2 separate regions of the Triticum aestivum genome follow, and region 1 is linked to region 2. Evidence: chromatin contacts called from public HiCAR-type data. All regions are on one chromosome and are shown on one strand. Each heading gives the region's core, a stretch centred on a gene start, on an enhancer-like site or on the middle of the called end of the contact. The rest is flanking DNA. Distances are from core to core; before and after follow the strand shown.

Region 1 (3,296 bases), core at 83-2,582, 170 kb before region 2:
ATCTATTGCTGCAGATAGTGCGACAGTGTATTGCGACGACATGGTAGGCGCTCAACAGATGATGATGAAGTCCTCCGTGATCACCTCTTTGATCAGCGTGATGGAGAAGCCCCTCCTCGGTTCTGCCAACGGCGGGGCAGGCTACAGTGTCATGAGTGCTCGGTTGAAGCAGTTAAAAGGATATATAAGCACTATTCTGACCTAATCCTATCTTAAATAATAAATAGGAAAACAGTTAAATAGGCTAAGTAACAAATAGGAAAAACAAATAGGCTGGAGTGACAGGAGTGTGGGCACAAATGCACACGAATGGACCAGACGCATAATCCTATTGGTTACAGTGTTTTAGCTCCATGAAGTTTATCCCAAAACGCCATAATCAATACCTGAGAGCAGCCTGAAAATAAAAGAGATACATGTTTATTGCAAGATCCAAACAACCTAAACGACTTTGACGTTGATTCTCAGGGAAAAAAAGACTTTGACGATGAAACTACTGACCTGCTGCTATGCCTATTTTAAATTGACCTGCTGCAGAAGGCTGGTATCAAACTGAACATAGATGCAATTAAAAGGATAATTCGTTACAAATAACCTACTGGGATAAAATTTGGAACACGTGCCCATAGATGCTATCTTTAGTTCCAAGAGTACGTTTAGAATCATGCTAAATGTGGAGTGATCAGGGAAACACGGGCTCATGCTGACGACGAAGTTGGTATCAGATGGAGCATCTATGGATGCCTCTGACCTTGGAAGTCATCTCATCAAGGACACACTCCATTCACTCCATGCCTGATCTGGAGGTTGCGCGACAAGGAGGCCACCATTACTTGACGCAAGGGAAGAGAGCAGCTGACCAATACGAGGACTGGTAGAAGAGGCAGGTCCATGCCAAAGGATTGAATTTGCACCATCATGTTCCAGGCCGCCGCGGAGCACGCGCCCATGGTGAGACGACGTAGTGGGAGGACGCCGGGATTGCGCCGTCATGGGAAGGCGCCGGCACCGTGTAGGTCAGGCGCCGGTGGAACGCAGTGTGGCAAGGAAGGCAGGAAGAGGCGCGCTATTTGGACTATCTCTCACGTACGTCTGTCAATCAATCCCTTTCCAAATACCATTGTCTCCTGATTGTTTTATGGAAGGAAACGTGATTAGAGCGCCATGATCGTGTGCAAATAAATCGGCGGATCATTGACTAAAAACCTGTGTAAAAGAAATCAATGCGGGGAAGGCGAGGGAGGGAGGCGGACGAAATCGACATACGTAAGATGGACTACGGAACCTTAGGCTTTTTAAAGGTAAGTAGAGAAAAAGATTCCACCTAAGCCGTCCCTTTCCGATCTTTACGCGGACAGTTGCCTATGAGCTGTCTCGCTCGTAAGCCTCTCTGCATATGATATAAAACCCTAGCCCCAGACACGCTGAAATGCGTTATATATCCATTCTCCAGCCACTGCCCATCGGAGCAGCGACTACTCCTACCCTACCATAAGTCCATAACACGAGAAAAAACGGGAGCAAGTGAGAGCAAGAAGCGACGGCGGAGGAGCAAGCCAGCGTCGGATCCATGGAGCTGGAGGCCGCCCCGCAGCTCCCGAGGAGGGACGCCAGGAAGCTGGTGAGGTGCCCGAGGCTGCAGCTGGACGCCAAGACGGTCACGGCCGTCGAGCAGTCCACGGGCACGCCCGTCGCCGACGCGGCGGCCACCAGCCATGGAGGCGCGACGCGCGTCAAGATCTTGCTGAGCAAGCAGCAGCTCAAGCAGGTGGCCGCGGCCGTCGCCGCCGGCGGCGCCTTCGCGCTGCCGCCCGCGCTGGAGCAGCTGGTGAGCGCCATCAAGAGGCAGCACGCGAAGAAGCAGACGGCGGCGGCGACCAACGCGGCTGCCGCGAGGCGCCCGGGACGGTGGTCGCCGGCGTTGTACAGCATCCCGGAGGATATCCACAGCTAGATAACCCGCCTAGCTTCGTGGTGTAGTCGGTTTGCATGTATAGCTTCGGTGGTCTCTCTCCATTTTTGTTGCCTCTTCGTCCTCAATTCTTGGGTTGCAACGTTGGGCCAAAGTGAAAGCGCGCCCAATGGATGCGTTGCGTTGCAACTTTGAAATGTCAGCAATTTTAATCTGACATTTTTTGGATCCAATTCGTTTCTCTCTGCTCAAGATCGATCGATGTACAAATTCGCTGGACGAATCAATGAAGAGAATGAGCTGGGGGAAATAAACAACGGAGCGTGCGAACCTGCGTGTCTCTTTCTTGCCTTGAATCTTGTCCAGCGCCAGGTAGCCACTGCGTGCGTGCGTGGGCAGGTGGAGCTCTTTGCCTGGAAATGCGAGCCAGCCCGGCCCTAAAAGATTCCTGTCCACCGGTACGACAAGATCTACTACTAGGCGAAAAGAGTTTACAGTTCATGGCCCAATGGGCGCAACAGTGGCAGATGATACTCGTCACATGCATGCCAGCGTCTAACCGGATTCGCTTCAGTGTTGATAAGGATGAGATCGAGTGTGGTTAATGTACGCGGGTCCAGTGGAACAACATCTTGACGCCGATAGTGGCTGCCGGATCAATGTCGTTCGGATAGGTGGTACTGGTACATAGTGGTGCGGTGGCGTTTGTTGTGGGCATACATACATGATCTTCGGTATCCTCACTCCTCAATAGCACTGACACCTTTGTTCGGTTTGTGGCCAGCCAGATCGATCCTCCGCCAAAGCGCAAGAAGTTAAAAGTAGACGGGCACACACAGCAAAAGCCGAACGTGAAGTGATGGCTTACAGTGAAAAGTATATGCGTGATAATTTGGTTTCAAATGTATACGCGTTGTGTGTCTACGTTATTGACAGTTAACTCTGCTTTAAACACTGTTTGCTCTGCTGTTATGTGGAAATACCAGAAAATTTAGAAAATCCATGGTATTTAACAGTGCACAATGGCTCTCTAGCAAAAAGGTTAGGTGGAATAGACTGAGGACTACTGGATAATTCTTTGAGTGAATTCCACTTTTTACCCCATAGTTGCGCATTTGTGACACTTATTGTCCCATTTATTGTGATATAAAATCAGAAATACACTATTAAATTTTTAACAAGGTTTTACCCAATTTTGGCATTCCACGAGTTCCATTAGAATAGCCTGGCGTGTTAGATCCATGTGGTGCGTCAAACTATGCAAATAGCAGAGGCCGTCATCGATGATAATGCCCATCCTTCTCTTCACCATCTTGTTGATTCCTCGTTGTTTTTCTGGTATTTTTGAGTCTCAATCACACGTCACACCTTTTCAAATGACATG
Region 2 (3,484 bases), core at 602-3,101:
ACACCTGAGAAGAAATGCGGCTGGCGTGTGGGGCCAGGGCGATCGACGTCGCGGCCCCACAGCACGCGAAATACAGCGATCTAGCTTTTGTGCATGTGAAGAAAGCTATTATCCTCGTCAGCTCCACGGGATTGTTTATCTGTCTGCGTGTTTGTTTATGCAGTGGTTTGGTTTGCACACAAAGAAACGGCCGCTACGACGGGCCTAGCTGCATCCGCCCCATATTACTTCCTCCTCAAAACATGGCCTGCAATGCACTCTACAAAGCCCCAAAGCTAGCTAGTTTTCAAGCCCTCCTGAAGAAAGCCAAACTGCCAAAGACTGCGCATTGACAAGTCTGTTAAGTTATTAATCATGAGCAGAGGAAACCAATTAGCAGTTGAATTCATTTCACACACTGAGAGGCTTCATCTGTAAATTAACATCTTGTCTCGGAGGCTCAATCATGAATGCACGTCACCGGCTAGCTCGTCGCTCAACGACCCCGGCCGTAGGGTATATCCTAGTTTGGTGATGCAATCTCGTCGTTTGTACACCACACACACTTGGCATGCTACGGACAACGGATCTAGTCTAGCCAAGCTGTAGATGGGTCGCGTCATGCGTGCGTCCGCTCCCGCTGGTTTTCAGACCTGCGCGCCTTAATCATGATCGTCGCGGGCGGGTTCCGCGTTACTGTTGCGGTTTGCAGTCAATCATGGAGGTTGGCTCACCGTCCATCGATCCGCGTCGATGTAGTAGTATAGATGTACGTCGGTGATGATTGCTCCTCATCATGGCACGTAGGAATAGGATTAATCAAGCTAACAACCAATGTCAAACCAAACAATCACATTGATTAACAAACAGGAGCTGACAGCTGCCAGGTTCAATTGCGGCCACGTACCCATTGAGGCGTAGGCCTTTTTTTCCCAAGAGAGGCCGATCCGATGCCCGTTGTTAACCAACTGACGGTTATGAGTAGTAGTTAGCTTGAAATGCGTGGAAGATGTTATATTCAGATCGAGTTCGAGAAAATCATATGTATAGCAAGTAGCAACGTCTTTCGCGACCGTCGGCTCGACCGTTTCCGTCAGCACAGCCAGGTCACCACACGAGAGGATTCAGTTCCGAACCACCTGAAAGGGACACCAATGGCAACACCCCAGAGACTGCGATCGAGCATTGCAGAATCGAGCCTCCTGCATTTCAAAACCATGCACCGCTAATTCGCCAGCACCTCCAGGCTCCGCGCTATGTGATCATACATACATCTCTACACTACACAGTACACATACAGTACATGTGAGGATGCACGTACTACCACCACACAATCACGATCGAACCTATCCAGATAGCAAGAGGGAACATGGGGGGGTCATTGTTGTGGCCAGGGGCGTCCGTGTCAAACTGCGCCATCGTAACCAGAACGTACACGACCGTAGGCTCCACGGGTCGTCGAGTTGGAGTCCCCATCGCGTTGTGATAACACGTTACTTGCAAGGGCCTCCCCCCATGGATCGTCCCAATGACTGCGAGAGGGACGGCCATGTGAGGCATCCATTTCTCTCCTCAACTGCCACGGCAATAAGTCTCGGTCCCATGATTGTTTCGAGTCTTAAAAAAGATAGAGCATTTGTTTACCATTCTGTAAATCTATTGACAGTGCTATTGATTTTGGGAGAAGAAAGGTATGGGATGGGACAGACGCGCACTCATCACAGGTGGCGAGGGAGCCGGGCCGGGCCCCCCCTGGGCGCTGGCCCACCGGTCAGGGACCTGGGGTGGTGTGTTCGGAGACAGTTGGGGCTGCGCGGCTCACCAAAAGGCAAGGCCCCTAATGCGGCCCAACCAGTATATAAGCATGTTAGCATGTCGCATTACTCGACAGCCCGCACATTCACTTTGCCATTGCTTTAGCCTTTCTGCTGTGGCTTGCAAGGAACGTCGGAGGAGCAAGGACTGAGCGCTACCACTGCTTGCCCGCCGGCGGACAGACACCGCACCGGGGCTCGTTTGCTTGCGGGCGGCGGCGGCGGCGGCCAACGATCGCATCGCGTCGCGGCGAGATCGATGGCAACCAGGTGCTTCTTCCCCAGGGACGCGGTGGCCGGGCGGCACCAGTCCAAGGCGGCCGCGGAGGCGCTCGAGCACCTGCACCACGGGGGGCGCGTCCTGTCCCGGGAGGAGGTGGGCGGCGCGGTGCGCGTCAAGATCGTGGTCAGCAAGCGCGAGCTCAAGAAGATGGTGGCCGCCCTCGGCACCGGCGGCGAGGTGGCGGCCGCTGCGGCGTCTGCTGATCGCCGCAGCCGCCAGCGCGCGGCGGGCGGCGGCACGGACGCCGAGCAGAGGCTGCAGTCGCTCCGGCGGCGCAGCATGCGCAGGGCGGCGGAGGAGACGAGGCGGATGCAGGCGAGCGGGGAGTGGGAGCCCGACCTCCAGAGCATCCCCGAGGAGGTCTACTGAGTTACCGCTAGTGGTCTAGTAGATGATGGCGCCGTCGGTGATGGTTAATCACTTTACTAATTATAAGGTTGGGTTTTGATCACCTGCTGCTAAATGCTACTCGTAGTAGATGTATGTGTACAGTGCTCTTGATTGGTTCCTGTTCCTTAACTATGAGGGTTAAACTTGTGCTGGTTAATCCTCCTCCGCTCCTCCTCCATCAGCTTGTGCAATTTTTTCCGGTGAAATTTTGGAGATTGTGTGAAACAGATGAAGAACGAGAGGTGACCTGACTAGAATGCAAGAGCTGCATTCATCTGAAATACTTTCACCATCTGCTATGTGTGCAAAAGTTCATCTGAAATACTTTCACCATCTGCTATGTGTGGAAAAGTTGAGGAGTAAAAACAAGTGCTGCCGCAGTCAGGTTAAACTATTTGTAAACTGTGGGTTCGTGGCTGGACTGTGCTACTTTGGGTGCCTTTTGAGCTGTTGTGTTCTTTTGCCTTTCTGTTGGGCATGGAACATAATCAAAAAGTAGTATTAGCGGGTCGTTAGGAGTTGAGCAAAGCAGAAGCGGTGCCGAGATTCCATCGCACATGGCCAGATGTGTGTCACATTAAAGAAACGAGCTCCCCTTTGTTGTTTCTGCTATCCACTACTGTAGTTGCAGGCGGCTTTTGCCATGCTGTGGCTGCTGTTCGCCGCTGCGGAGGGCCATTTTCTCCTCCTTGTTTATGTATTTTTCGCGCACAAAATAGGGCGATCAAGACCTGTTTCTTTTTCTGAATTTTCGCGCCCATGACAAAATGGAGCATAACTTATCAAGCAGCCTACTGTAAATCCATATTTTCTTGCTCTAAAACCAAAATTGGACTGTAACTTCTCCATAAAGAAATATAAGAGCGTTTAGATCATTACTTACTTTGCAGAGGAGTAGTATTTTCGCTTCGCAGCATGCTAACAATCGTGACTGAAACCATTCGGACGGGTGTGACAGCTTTAATCTTTTTTGTGTGAAATTAACCTGACATTCAGCATCTTATCTCTGCAAAGCAAC

Evidence for each region. HiCAR-type assays count read pairs that join an accessible place to other places.
Region 1: a contact with region 2 is called in a HiCAR-type map of leaf, with 4 times the contacts expected there. The contact joins the promoter of LOC123130777 here to the promoter of LOC123130776 in region 2. A contact is called at or near these places in 3 of 5 Hi-C or Micro-C datasets (all in leaf) and 1 of 1 datasets of contacts at active chromatin or transcription factors (leaf).

What each region holds. Positions count from the first base shown.
Region 1 is chr6A:469,043,378-469,046,673 of IWGSC CS RefSeq v2.1, reverse strand. LOC123130777 reads left to right here and starts at 1,332. Exons shown (of 1, transcript XM_044550589.1): 1 at 1,332-2,145. The coding sequence starts at 1,571. The coding sequence ends at 1,954.
Region 2 is chr6A:468,872,940-468,876,423 of IWGSC CS RefSeq v2.1, reverse strand. It overlaps LOC123130776, which reads left to right and starts at 1,851. Exons shown (of 1, transcript XM_044550588.1): 1 at 1,851-2,623. The coding sequence starts at 2,053. The coding sequence ends at 2,445.